Regions from separate parts of the Pan troglodytes genome. Here region 1 is linked to region 2. A link is a contact called in public Hi-C data. All regions are on one chromosome and are shown on one strand. The core of a region is the stretch at or near the end of the contact, and the rest is flanking DNA. Distances in the headings are between cores, read along the strand shown.

What was found. A called contact is a pair of places that touch in the nucleus more often than the background predicts.
Region 1: a contact with region 2 is called in a Hi-C map of a lymphoblastoid cell line, with 2.8 times the contacts expected there. The contact joins two enhancer-like sites. A contact is called at or near these places in 4 of 7 Hi-C or Micro-C datasets (blood, induced pluripotent stem cells, a lymphoblastoid cell line and 1 more), 1 of 1 datasets of contacts at active chromatin or transcription factors (stem cell-derived excitatory neurons) and 1 of 1 other capture datasets (stem cell-derived neural stem cells).

The regions. Positions count from the first base shown.
Region 1 is chr10:7,928,491-7,934,948 of NHGRI_mPanTro3-v2.0_pri, reverse strand. WNK1 (WNK lysine deficient protein kinase 1) reads right to left here. Exons shown (of 29, transcript NM_001185048.3): 2 at 1,664-1,836. Among named protein-coding and RNA genes, the nearest start is that of WNK1, 58 kb to the right of the region's middle. Within about 2 kb of position 4,583, at least 1 of the 24 cell types and tissues checked has an H3K27ac peak or open chromatin away from gene starts, as enhancers often do. A contact at or near this core is called in a lymphoblastoid cell line, where this site is marked.
Region 2 is chr10:7,693,159-7,700,579 of NHGRI_mPanTro3-v2.0_pri, reverse strand. B4GALNT3 (beta-1,4-N-acetyl-galactosaminyltransferase 3) reads right to left here. Exons shown (of 20, transcript XM_016922709.4): 20 at 1,909-7,421. All of the region lies in intron 1 of NINJ2 (ninjurin 2), which reads left to right. Among named protein-coding and RNA genes, the nearest start is that of NINJ2, 86 kb to the left of the region's middle. Within about 2 kb of position 3,964, at least 10 of the 24 cell types and tissues checked have an H3K27ac peak or open chromatin away from gene starts, as enhancers often do. A contact at or near this core is called in a lymphoblastoid cell line, where this site is marked.

The sequences.
Region 1 (6,458 bases), core at 3,334-5,833, 230 kb before region 2:
TTTGCAGGACAGAAATGATCTGTTCATGTTTCAACATGTTAACCGTAAGCATTTCAGAAAACATGCAAGTGACTATATCCAGGTGCTGTAACACTGTATTCGAATGATCTGGAATTAATCAGCTCAGCAGTATTAACTTTAACAATTAATAAAGAATATATGCCACAGTGACAATTTAAAAATATCCAGTTTCACCAAATAAAAAATTTATACAAGGTAACTTACTACAGGTTCTTCTCTGAGTAAAAACAGATCCTCTAAGATAGCAGGGGTCCCCAACCACTGGGCCACAGATCGATATCAGTCCATGGCCTTTTAGGAACCTGGCCACACAGCAGGAGGTGAGTGGCAGGCGAGCAAGCAAAGCTTCATCTGTATTTACAGCTGCTCCCTCACTGCTCGCATTACCACCTGAGCTCTGGCTCCTGTCAGCAGCATTAGATTTCTCATAGGACCATGAACCCTACTGTGAACTGTGCATGCAAGGGATCTAGGTTGAGCGTTCGTTATGAGAATCTAATGCCTGATGATCTGCCCTGTCTCCCATCACCCCCAGATGGGACAGTTTAGTTGCGGGAAAACAAGCTCAGGGCTCCCACTGATTCTACATTATGGTGAGTTGTATAACTATTTCATTATATATTTTAATGTAATAATAATAGAAATAGAGTGCACAATAAATGTAATGTGCTTGAATCATTCCAAACTTCCCCAGCCCCACCCCCACACCAGTTCATGGAAAAACTGTCTTCCACGAAACCAATCCCTGATGCCAAAAAGGTTGGGGACTGCTGCTCTAAGAAACCTGGGATTACAAAGGCATACTCCAACTCTTACCAAAAGCTCTTTACAATAAGTAACGGGAGATTTCTGCATTAAACCTATTTCTGTGAAAGGAATGATAGATCTAGCTATTTGGGGATTAATTTCTGATGTTATGGGAAATGGAACTAAAAGTATTTTTTAAGTGATAACTGTCACAATATAATCTGCATCTGATATAAAAGTTGCAGGGATATAGCAAAGCACAATACAAATGAAAAAAATAGGTAGTTTCTCAATAAACCTTAATCTCATTTTAACCACTAGAGGGCTACCTTGACATTTGATTTCTGATTCCTTAGCCACTCTTTTTTTTTTTTTTTTTTTGAGACAGAGTCTCACCTAGGCTGGAATGAAGTGAGGTGATCTCAGCTCACTGCAACCTCCGCCTCCTGGGTTCAAGAGATTCTCCTGCCTCAGCCTCCCGAGTAGCTGGGATTACAGGTGCATGCCACCATGCCCGGCTAATTTTTGTACTTTTAGTAGAGACGGGGTTTCACCACATTGGCCAGGCTGGTCTCGAACTCCTGACCTCAGGTCAGGTGATCCAACCTCAGGTGATCCGCCTGCCCCGGCCTCCCAAAGTGCTGGGATTACAGGCATGAGCCACCATGCTCGGCCATAACTTCTCATTTCAATACTTACCAAGAAATAATTATCAAATCACTTTATATACTAGAGGACTTTGTGGGCAAGGAAATATGCTAATACAGTAACAGTCGGAAGGACTGTTCCCTTCTTAGTAGGCTGAACAACAAAAGTAAAACTGGTAGACCTGAAATTTAAAAAATCAAATTCTCTCATACTTCTTGGTCAGCTTTTGTAATACTGATGAACTTACGTTTTAAGTGTTCCAGACGTCATAAGTTCAGTCACCAAAACAATGCACTTCTTTCCTTTTACTGTGGATTCCCAGGAATCATAAAATCTAACAATATTGGGATGCTGAAGACCTTTTAACATTTCAGCTTCTTCTTTAAATCTCTGCCTCTCAGACTTTGTTAATTTTCGATCCTAAAATCAAAAACCAAAACAGAATGTGGTTTAAAATGATAAAACACCAAATCAGACAGTTAATCTTAGACACTTAAACATTACTAAATCATGATCGATGGTGTTTAAAAAATGCAAATGCTGAAGTTATAAATGATAGATTTGGATTATATACATTCATGCTTGAGATCATTTTAGTATCTTTACTGTTAATGTGTAACTCAGATATAGTCTCATTTTTGTAAGGTGCAGTTAACTTTCCATATCCAACATAAGTCATCAATTGCTAGACATGCAATTTAATATCAGGAAATGAACACAGGCTTTGGAGGCAGAAAGACCTAAATATAAATTCCAGTTCTATCTTTGCCTTGATTAAAATCAATCTATCTTTAACCAAAACATTGTTTTTATTTTTGTTTGTTTGTTTAAAAGACAGGAAGTCACTCTTTGACCAAGGCTGGAATGCAGCGGTGCTATCATAGCTCACTGCAGCCTCAAATCCTGGGCTCAAGGGATCCTCCCACCTCAGCCTCCAGAGTAGCTAGGACTACAGGCATGTGCCACCTTGCCCGGCTAATTTTTTAATTTTTTGTAGAGATGAGGTCTTGCTATGATGCACTGGCTGGTCTTGAACTTCTGGTGATCCTCCTACTTTGGCATCCCAAAGCCTGGGATTACAGGTGTGAGCCACTGCATGAAGCCTAATTTTTTTTTTTCTTTTAAGCAATAACTTAAATACTCAAGTATTTGTCTTCAAGTCAGGAAAATTATCAGTATCTCTCTAAACACTGTCTCCTCTCATTCTCTTTTTCTCCCCTTCCAACTCTTCTTTTCTTTTTAAACAATTTTTAAATGTGTGTGAGTATATGTATAACTTTAGTTTATCCTTAATATCCTTTAATTTCTCTCTCATTTTCCATTTCCTTCTGTATGCTACTTTCTGGGCAATGTTTTCTGATCTACCTTCTTGTTCATTAATTTTTCTCTTCAGTTATTACATCAATTATTAATTGAACTTTAAGGTTCTCACTCTGTCACCAAAAGTACCCAATAAGGAATGTAATAAAAGGAAACCAAGTTACTACTCCTGTTTCTACTCTGCCCAATAGCATTAAAACCAATGGATACTATGTACATGCCTCTTACATAACACTTAATCACAGGCAACATTATATTGACTCTTATCCCCCATAGAATAAGCCCTCAGAGGCTTTATTTTGTCATGAAAAGGCAGTGACAAAATACCTTTTTGTGTTCTATCTTTAGCACCTGACAACCTAGCATAGTGACTTGTTCAACAGCCATTTGTTGAATGAATTCCATAAATGTCTTTTCCCCTCAATACCCCTTTAAAAGTGTGTGTGTGTCCTTAATAAGCAGTTAGCATTTCCCCAAGGATAAAAAATTCCTGTGACTTAAAAGAAAAATGAGAATTGAAATTGGGCCTCTGAGTCTCAGTTAAGTCCAACACAACCCATACAGAATGATCAACTTGCAAAGGTCCCAGCTTTTGATTTTTAAAAATGGTTTGTAAAAGCTTATTGTAAAAAAGCTGCCAACTACTTATTTATAGCAAAGCATAGAGGGAAAAAAATGGGGGACTTCTTTGCCATCAAAAATCCGTGTTTAATTTTCCTTGAGAATACACTGAATGACAATCTAAAAATTCCATAGAAATATTTAGAATATTTTATCTCTAATTTGCCCAGAAGACATCTATACTATAAATACAGGCTACTTTACATAGCTAAGTGTTTTTATCCTTTCTGAAAAGTATTATTTATTTTAAGGGATCTGAGAACCCCTGCTTAATGTTTGAAGTTAGAAATACAGATGCATGACAACAGATTATCATCAACAAAGCAGGAAATGGGGGAAACCTAAACAAATAATTTGGGGCTTCTTTCAATAATTTGTCTACTTGTTCCATCTATAACTGAATCTTGTTTTTTTTTTAATCTAGGAACATTTCATAAAATATCTTAGAGAAGTACATAATTTTAGTACCCAAAAGACTTTAAGACAATAATAAAGTAGATCAAAACTAACATAAGACACAGATCAGAAGGAACACCTGGGGTTTTAAAAATAATTTTTGCCAAGTATTTGCCATTTACTAGTTGGCTGCTTCACTTCATTTAATCCTCAGAAAAATGTTGTGAGACGAACTGACTCACAAAATGTTATTATCTCCCTCAAATTCACATGAAAAACACAACTAAGAGACAAATGAAGATTTGGTTCAAAGCTCATGTTTCAATGACAACAAACAAACCCTAAATATTTTGCAAAACTTCTAAAATAATTTTCTTCTCAGAAGATCCACGTTATTATATAATAATTATTGAAAAGAAATAGGAACTTTATACTAAAATTACAGCTGAAGGTAAAATAAGAGGAACCATATATTGTTTAAATATTACCAACTGTCAATCAAATTATCATGAATACAATGATAAAATTTTAAAAGACTGTATCAAAAAGTAGCATTAAAACATCAAGTGAGACTTAGAATGGATTAGCCACTGTTGCTTTTTAGAAACTTCTCTTCACCATTATGGAGCTGGATATTCCTGGGGCCTTAATATACTATACTATCCCAATTGCAGCATTCATTACCTTCAATATAAACTAAAGCTGATACAGCTAACCCATTCTATTCATTTCGTTCATTTCTTTCCATCTACATTAAGTTGTTTTGACAGGATAAATGAGCAAAACCAAGGATCAGTGTCACATGACCTCTTCATAACATGCACAGTTCCAGGCTGCTGGGGGTGGGGTGGGGGTCAGGCAACAACTAAAACAATTGCTCATCTCAGTACTACCCAAATTACAGTGCTCAGTAGATTATCCACTGATGTAATTTCTTCTGGAGTGAGAAGCACAATGCTAATGTTTAGTACAATGACCTCATAACCATTTGCACATCTTCCGTCCCTTGCTTTTAAGAAGCTGTTTCATTTTAAACATCCTCTGACAGACATCTCTCTTTACCCTCATATTTTAGTATTTTTAAAGTAGCAATCCCATCCTTTGCTATTGTTCACTTTATTCGCCCAGAAGCAAACCTTCCAAACCAATTGTGTTAATGAAGCAGTGAGACTAGTTTTCATTCATTAAACTTGAAATTTTTACTTTACAGCTAACAACTGTATCCCCAAAATTATCTGGTCCTCAAGTCTTATTAACATTTAAATTTCTCTAGTATTATATATGTGCAATATTCAAAATTTTACTGCTAAATTAAGACCACATATGATAACTCTACATATCAAAATATGGGTGGAGAAAAGTGTCTGGAATTCTTGATTAAAATATTTTAGGTCAATATTGGAATACTCCCTCCTTATCATTTTCTGCACCACACTGACTTAGCAAAGACATGGGCATCTATTTCACCTTTTTTTTTTGAGACGGAGTCTTGCTCTGTCGCACAGGCTGGAGTGCAGTGACACAATCTCGGCTCACTGCAACCTCCACCTCCCGGGTTCAAGCAATTCTGCCTCAGCCTCCTGAATAGCTGGGATTACAGGCGTGTGCCACCACACCTGGCTAATTTTTGTATTTTTAGTAGAGACGGGGTTTCGCCATGTTGGTCAGGCTGGTCTGGGACTCCTGACCTTGTGATCTGCCCATCTCAGCCACCCAAAGTGCTGGGATTACAGACGTGAGCCACCGTGCCCGGCCTCTATTTCATCTTTTAAAGTGATACTAATTGTTGTTGGGTATTAGGATAAAGAAATAAAAACTTGTCTTCAGGCAGAGGGTACAGCAGTTTGTAACATTGCTTTCCAGGGCACCATGGGTTTCAGTTACAGTTTACAGAGAAAAAAATTTTTTAAAGAATTATTCTATATGTTAAAAGAAATTAAGCATATAAATAATTATTTAAGTCTGGCAACTCTCTCATAGGCCTATATGGTATAACAGCAATTCAAAGATGACAGAAGTATTAACTGTAGGTAACTAACTCTTCTTAAAAACTTCAGAATTAGAGATTGAAGGCCTGGGAAAGGTTGGAAAAACTACAACTAGAAACAAAATAATAATTCTCATGCAAAAATTCTTAACTGTTAAAGATAGCAAAAAGACTAACATGGCTTTCAAGGTGTTTTGAAGTATAATATAAAAATTACACCTGCATTTTATGTGGCCAAATCTACAGATTAAATTCCTACTGCAGATTTCTTTATGACCTTCCAGTCTGGTACTCTTAGAGATGAAATTTGGGGTCTATCCCATAAAGAAGAGAGTCTGTGTGAGCCCAACTTTCCTCAATGGGTGAAAAGATATCATAATTATGGGGGGGAGGGGCAGGTAAACATGGCATCACATCCCCTGCTTCCCCATGGAGACTTTTACCTAACATTCTGAAATAGTACCAGTTTCAGAAAGACCAAAAAAAAAAAAAAAATTTTTTTTTTTTCTCAAAAGAATAGGAAAAAAAAATCTGGTTACCTGGTTGTTCTAACTCCTCTATCAGCCCCTTCTTCCCAATATGGCTCACCTTTATACACTTTATTTATTTACAAAAAGTTTCTGTTTCAAAGAAGTAAGAAGAAAAGTCTACTTATAAGAGAGATAGGAGGCCAGGTGCGGTGGCTCACGCCTGTAATCCCAGCACTTCGGGAGGCCAA
Region 2 (7,421 bases), core at 2,715-5,214:
TGGGGAGGGATGGATAAGCTCTCTATCTCCTGGCTTCCCCCTTTATACACTTTATACAGGCTCTGGATTCTGTGTCCTTAACTGCTACAGCCCTGAAAGCATAGGCTGTGTAAGTCCCTCAACAATGGGGACCAGTCTAAAATATTTATAGGTAGCATATCTAGATCATTCCAGAGAGGAGTGAATGGATCCAAACCGTCTTTTGAACCAGCAGCCAGAGGCCCCAGCAGCTCCTGTCTTCCCAGCCCAGTGCTTATTCTCTTATTCTCTGCTAAGCTTTGTCATTTTAGGGGATTAGGAGAATAGGATGTAAACCGAAACGTGACTGAGGCAGATCTCCATTGAGGAGAGATTTGTTTTGCCAAGGTTGAGGGTGAACTCAGAGAAAAGAAACACCATAGGATCTGTGACCTATGCTTTTTCCAAAGAGGATTTTGGGAATTTCAGTATTTAAAGGGAAAGAGCAAAGCAAGAGGGGAAGGTTTTTTAAAAGGAGGTTGGGTAGGCACTGAGGCTCGGGGCACATTCTTGTGAGGCTCTGATAGTGCTCGATGAATCTACATTTTACATGTGACAAGAGGGAGTGGGGGCGGATCAATTATGTATTTGTCCTGGACTCAGTGAATCCGCATTTTATGTACGATAAAGTAAGCATGTGAAATGACTGCCGTTTGGGAACACAAGGAAGGCAGTTGTTTTGTTTTGTTTTGTTTGTTTTGTTTTGTTTTTGTTTTGTTTTGTGTGACTCCATGTCCAAGCTTAACTTTCTCTTCGGCATGGTGAATTTGGGGGTCTCAAGAGTCTAGTTTTCTTTCGCAGGGGCTTCGGGAAGGCAGGGATCTTCGTTGTATCCTAGATGCCTAGCTCGTGCTAGGAGCTGGAAACAGGTGTGTTGCATTGAACTCAGTAGGAATCTTGGCAGGCTGTCTGCAGGGCTTGGTGGGGTGGGAAATTCACCACCTTCCCTTTTTCCCATCTCACTGTCAGATCTGATCTACTTCATGAGGTCTCACCTGGACGATAGCCAGAGACTGCAGGCTCAGCTCTCATTGCTTCTTATTCTAATTGCCTGAAATCCCGAGGAAATAACTCTTACCTTTTGGAAATGTATAATCTAGTGGGGACATACAAAACTCATATACACCCTTATGTGGAATGTTGACATTTTGCTTCATGATTAATTGTTCTGAAAGTCCTTTCCACTTACCCCTGTTTAGGTTTCCTGTCTGGATTTAGGCTCCATCACAAAATCTAAGGTTCAGCAAAAACGAGAGGCTCTAAGTGCTTCTGAGTGAGGACATGAGAAGGACCTGGGAATAAAAGCACTAGACCCTTACAGACTCATGAGCAGCAGCAGCTGGCAGCACTGGGCTGGGAAGACAGGAGCTGCTGGGGCCTCTGGCTGCTGGTTCAAAAGACAGTTTGGATCCATTCACTCCTCTCTGGAATGATCTAGATATGCTACCTATAAATATTTTAGACTGGTCCCCATTGTTGAGGGACTTACACAGCCTATGCTTTCAGGGCTGTAGCAGTTAAGGACACAGAATCCAGAGCCTGGCTGGGTTCAAAGGCCGGCTCTAATACTTAAAAAATGGGTGCTCTTGGCCGGGTGTAGTGGTTCATGCTTGTAATCCTAGCACTTTGAGGGTGCAAGATGAGAGGATCCCTTGAGGCCAGGAGTTCAAAACCAGCCTGGGCAACATAGCGAGACCATATTCCTACAAAAAACGTTTTAAAAATGTAGTGTAGTGGTGTGCACTTGTAGTCCCAGCTACCCAGGAGGCCATGGCAAGAGGATCCCTTGAGCCCGGGAGTTTGAAGCTACAGTGAGCCATGATTGCACCACTGCACTCCAGCCTGGGTTGTAGCAGGGCAAGCCGCAGACAACACCCCTCAGACACCGAGTTAAAGAAAGAAGGGCTTTATTCGGCCAGGAGCTTCGGCAAGATTCACATCTCCAACAACCAAGCTCCCCGAGTGAGCAATTCCTGTCCCTTTTAAGGGCTCACAACTTTTAAGGGGGTCCGCATGAGAGGGTCATGATTGATTGAGTAAGCAGGGGGTACGTGACCGGGGGCTGCATGCACCGGTAATTAGAACGGAACAGAACAGGACAGGGATCTTCACAGTGCTTTTCTTATACAAATAACTGATTACGTCAGGGGTCGATCTTTAACTACCAGGCCCAGGGTGTGGGGCCGGGCTGTCTGCTTGTGGATTTCATTTCTGCCTTTTAGTTTTTACTTCTTCTTTCTTTGGAGGCAGAAATTGGGCATAAGACAATGTGAGGGATGGTCTCCTCCCTTAGGGTGACAGAGGGAGACCCTGTCTTAAAAAAAAATAAAAATAAAAGGGTGATCTCGGGGCCTGGTGCAGTGGCTCACGCCTGTAATCCCAACAGTTTGGGAGGCTGAGGTGGGAGAATCGCTTGAACTCGGGAGTTCGAGACTAGCCTGGCCAACATGGTGAGACCCCATCTCTACAAAAATTTAAAAATTTTTCATTTCTAGTGAGTTTTCAGGTGATGTTGCTGCTGCTACTTCAAGGAGCACACATGGAGAACCACTGGCATATAGGAGAAAAACGCAGGCTTAGGATTTAGACACTGGGGCCATCCCTCAGTATCTGGTGACTTTGGGCATTTGACCTCTTTGAGCCTCAACTTCTTCACTTGTAGAATGGGACTACATCCCAGTTACTTGGGAGGCTGAGGCAGGAGAATTGCTTGAATCCAGGAGGTGGAGGTTGCAGTGAGCCAAGATCATGCCAAAATATTTATATATATATGTACCTATATATATGTATATATATATATATGAGACTAGTGTTGCTTCTCAACTTATGATAGAGCTACATTCTGATAAACCCATAGTAAGTTGAAAATATTGTAAGTCAAAATGCATTTAATACACTTAGCCTACTGAACTTCATAGTTTAGCCTAGCTTAACTTCAGCGTGCTCAGCCCACTTACACCAGCCTACTGCTGGGCAACATCATCTAACACAAAGCCTACTTTATAAGAGACTATTGAATATCTTGTGTAATTCATTGAATAATGTACTGAAAGTGAAAAAGAGAGTGGTTGTTTGGCTACTCGAAGGACAGTTTGTAAAGTGTATCACTTACGATGGTGCGAAAGCTGGGGACCATCTGTATTAATACCTGCTTTGTGGAGTCGTGCCTGACATACAGCAATATCATTATTTAATTATTACTGTTTAAATTTTAGCAATTTTGTTAGCCCCTGAGGGATGAGTAGGATTGAAGTCAGCAGAGATCGGCTGGGAGGGCTTTGGGGAATGTCTCTGAGAACCTCACAGCTAAAGTGGGCATAGAGCAAAGAGCAAAAGGCCAGATGGGTCTGGAAGCCCCAGGACAAGGCGCTGATTGGGAAAGTGCTCTTGTTTAGGGTGGATATTGAGAGGGAGCAGATCGATTCTTTGGAAATTTCTGTGTGGTAGGTAAATCCACGATTAACTCTGAACCCCGAGATGACAACAGTCTTTTCTGAAAGCTACTGACAAAACGGCCTCTTGCAGGGGAGGTGGAAAATGCTCCCTAAGAAAGAGCACGGAGGCCGGGGTGGCGGCTCGCGCCTGCAGTCCCGGCACTTTGGGAGACTGAAGCAGGAGGATCGCTTGAGCCCCGAGGTCGAGGCTGCAGTGAGCTATGACGGGGCCACCACCCCGCAGCCTGGGCGACAGAGCAAGGGCCTGCCCCAAGAAAACAGTAATAACTAAAATAAATAAGCAAGCAAGCAGCCCCGAGTTCCGGTTTCAACGCACGTGCTTTCCTGTTCTTCCCTACACACTCCGCTTCCGTTTGTAATTTATAGCCCCCTTTTGTTAGAGAGAAACCCGTCCGTCTCCTCGATCACAAAGGGGTCAAAGCCCGGGTGTGCCCGCGCCGGCGGGTTGAGCTGGGACCGCCCCGCGCTGTTTCCTGGCGCCCCCTGGTGGACACCGGCGGCGCCGCAGGCCTTCCGGGGAGGCCTCGCCCCACGTGGCCTCTCGGTGCTGCAGCTTTAGGCCCCAGCTTGCAGCTCGGGGCAAGGGCTGGAACTCTCAGTGAGACTGTGCCCAGGGCTCAGAGGCGGTTTCTGGACCAGTTACGTATTATTGCTGGAATAACATGCAAAAGAAACCCCACCCCGACGTGGATTAGAGACTGTTGATTTTTAAGGGCGAGATCCCTGCTCTTGGCTGCAGTCAGGAGCCTGCATGGGGCCTGCCCCAGACAGAAGGCCTCAGGGGTCTGGGCTTTTACAGCTTTTGGCCTGAAGACCAGCTGCAGCTTCCAGCCCCAGTCATTCATTCCCTGAGGCTCCCTCAGGACTGCTGAGCAAAGGCAGGATCTAGGGAAAAAAGGGCTCTCCCTGCAGTGGGGGTGTTTAAGAGCAAAGATTCACTCCCCAAACTCCTCTCCCCCACCCAGAAGCCCCTGTGCCTGAAGCCCCACCCTTAAAGAGCCTTACTTTTGCCTTTTTTGAAAAAGCTGTCTCATAAAAATTCAATGCGATCATCATTCATTGTGTACCTCATGTGGGCAAGGTGCTGAGCTAGGCTCCATGGAGACTCAGGCCCGTGGAAGATGGGGTCCGTGTGCTAAAGTGGGCAGCAGAAGGAGCCGTCTCAGGAGGACTCAACAACGCCCAAGGCCAGTACAGGCCAGGGAGCAGGCGACCTTCTTTCAAACAGGGCCTTGGTGGAGTGCACTTGGGGACAGGGTCTAGAAAGGAGGGGAGGCTTTCCCCGGGGGGAGCATGGTGAAGAAAGAAAGGCCTTTAGTCCTGGAGCAGAGCAGGAGCAGCTGGGAAGGGTGGGGTGTGTTCAGGGAACAGTGAGTAATCTGGTGTGGCCCCGCACGTCTGAGCATCACAGAGCCTGGCACAGGGTTCGCTCTTCAGGGGTGGGAGGAGGAGCTGGGGACCAGGCTAGAGAGGTGGGTGGGGGCCCCAGGAGAGAGGACTACCCTTGAGTAACAGTGACCCTGGAGACCCAATGCAGGTGGGCTTGTGTGAGTGTTTCCCTTCCTGCAGGCGGCTCGAAGGCGAGAGCCAGCAGGAGCGAGGAGAGAGGCTGCCCAATGGGTACGGGAGGCATTTCAAACACAATGGAAGTTGTTAGGACCATAAATGGTGCCTACTTCAAAACTGGGGCTGGGACGGGCCCTGAGTCACAACACAGTATTTGAAATGCCTCTAGGCCCACACGTGGGAGTATAATCCTCTGTGGGATAGATTTCCCTCTCATCTCATATTTGTTTAATACTTCACAGTTTTCAAAGCACATTCCCCCACATGATCCTATTGATCTTTCTAACAGCCCTTTGTGCTAGACAGGGCAGATATTATTCCCACTTCAGAGGAGGACCAGCTAGGGTCTGGGTGAGATGAAGTCATAAATTCACTTTTGTTTTAACATGTTTATTTTAACCACTGGCCTTTTGGGGGTATGTCTTGGTCTGTTTTGTGTTGCTATAACAGAATAACTGAGACTGGGTGATTTATAAACAATAGAAGTGTATTTGGCTCATGGTTCTGGAGACTGGCAAGTCCAAGAACATTGCATTGGCATCTGGTGAGGGCCTTCATGCCACATCCTTCCCTGGTAGAAGGTGGCAGGGCCAGAGAGCTTGCAAGCATGAGAGAGGAAGGGAGCCAAGCTCATCTTTTTTTTTTTTTAATCCTGAGATAACCTGACCCACTGCCATGATAATGGCATAAATGAGGGCAGAGCCCTCGTGACCCAATTGCCTCTTAAAGTTCCCACTTCTCAACACTATTACAGCAGAGATTAAGTTTCCAACCCATAAACTTTAGGGGGCACATTCAGACCATAGCAGAGTGCATATTTGCTTTTGTTACCAATTTATTATTATTATTATTATTATTTTTTTTGAGATGGAGTCTCGCTCTGTCACCCAGGCTGGAGTACAGTGGCACAATATCAGCTCACTGCAACCTCCCTCCACGCCTGGCCTATTTATTTATTTATTTTAGAGACAGAGTTTTCCTCTTGTTGCCCAGGCTGGAGGGCAGTGGCACCATCTCGGCTCACTGCAACTTCTGCCTTCCCAGGTTCAAGTGATTCTCCTGCCTCAGCTTCCCAAGTTGCTGGGATTATAAGCATGCACCACCACACCCAACTAATTTTGTATTTTTAGTAGAGACGGGGTTTCATCATGTTGGCCAGGCTGGTCTCGAACTCTTGACCTCATGATCCGCCTCCCAAACTGCTGGGATTACAGGCGTGAGCCACCTTGCCCGGCCAAATTTATTTTTTAAGATGATAGTTCGTTCACATGTTTCAAAATTCAAAAGGTACAGATAACATTCCTTCTCTCAACCCTGTTCTTCCAGTCACCCAGGTCCCTTCTTACCAGTTTGAACCCAAGCCTTTTGCCTTTGGGTCTTTGGGTCTAGTGCCCCTTCTGAGGCAGCAGTGCAGGGGCTCAGGGACACAGCCCCACTGCAGATTCAGGAAAGCCTCAGACAAGTTTCACTCAGGTAGAGGTTATGCCTCCTCTTAGTAAGTGTGCATGTGTACCCTATGGGACTAGTCTTCTTTCATCTTAGGCTGCATATGTTTTTGTTTTTTATCTGTTTTTTTGTTTGTTTGTTTGTTTTTTGTTTTTCTGTTTTTTTCGTTTTAGATGGACTCTTGCTCTGTTGCCCAGGCTGGAGTGCAGTGGTGCAATCTTGTCCCACTGCAACCTCCGCCTCTGAGGTTCAAGCAATTCTCCTGTCTCAGCCTCCTAAATAGCTGGGATGGCAATAGGCTTGCGCCACCACACCCAGCCAGACTGCATGTGTTTATCTTTCGATCTTAAACTCCTTGGAGTAGGGAGTATGTCTTCCACTTCTTGGGCGCAGTAGAGTAAGGGTGAAAATTACAGGCTCTGGGCCTGGTGTGGTGGCTCACGCCTATAATCCCAGTACTTTGGGAGGCTGAGGCAGGTGAATCACCTGAGGTCATGAGTTCGAGACGAGCCTGGGCAACATGGTGAAACCCCGTCTCTACTAAAAATAAGAAAAATTAGCCGGGTGTGGTGGCAGGCGCCTGTAGTCCCAGCTACTCGGGAGGCTGAGGCAGGAGAATGGCATCAACCCGGGAGGCAGAGCTTGCAGTGAGCTGAGATTGCGCCACTGCACTCCAGCCTAGGCGACAGAGCGAGACTCTGTCTCAAAAAAAAAAAAAAAAAAAAATTAGCTGGGTGTGGTGGCACACACCTATAATCCCAGCTACTCGGGAGGCTGAGGCAGGAGAATCGCTTGAACCCTGGAGTGGGAGGTTGCAGTGAGCTGAGATTGTGCCACTGCACTCCAGCCTGGGCAACAAAAGTGAAACTCCATCTCAAAAAAAAAAAAAAAAAAAAAATTACAGGCTCTGGCACATAGAGGATTGGGATTTAAAAC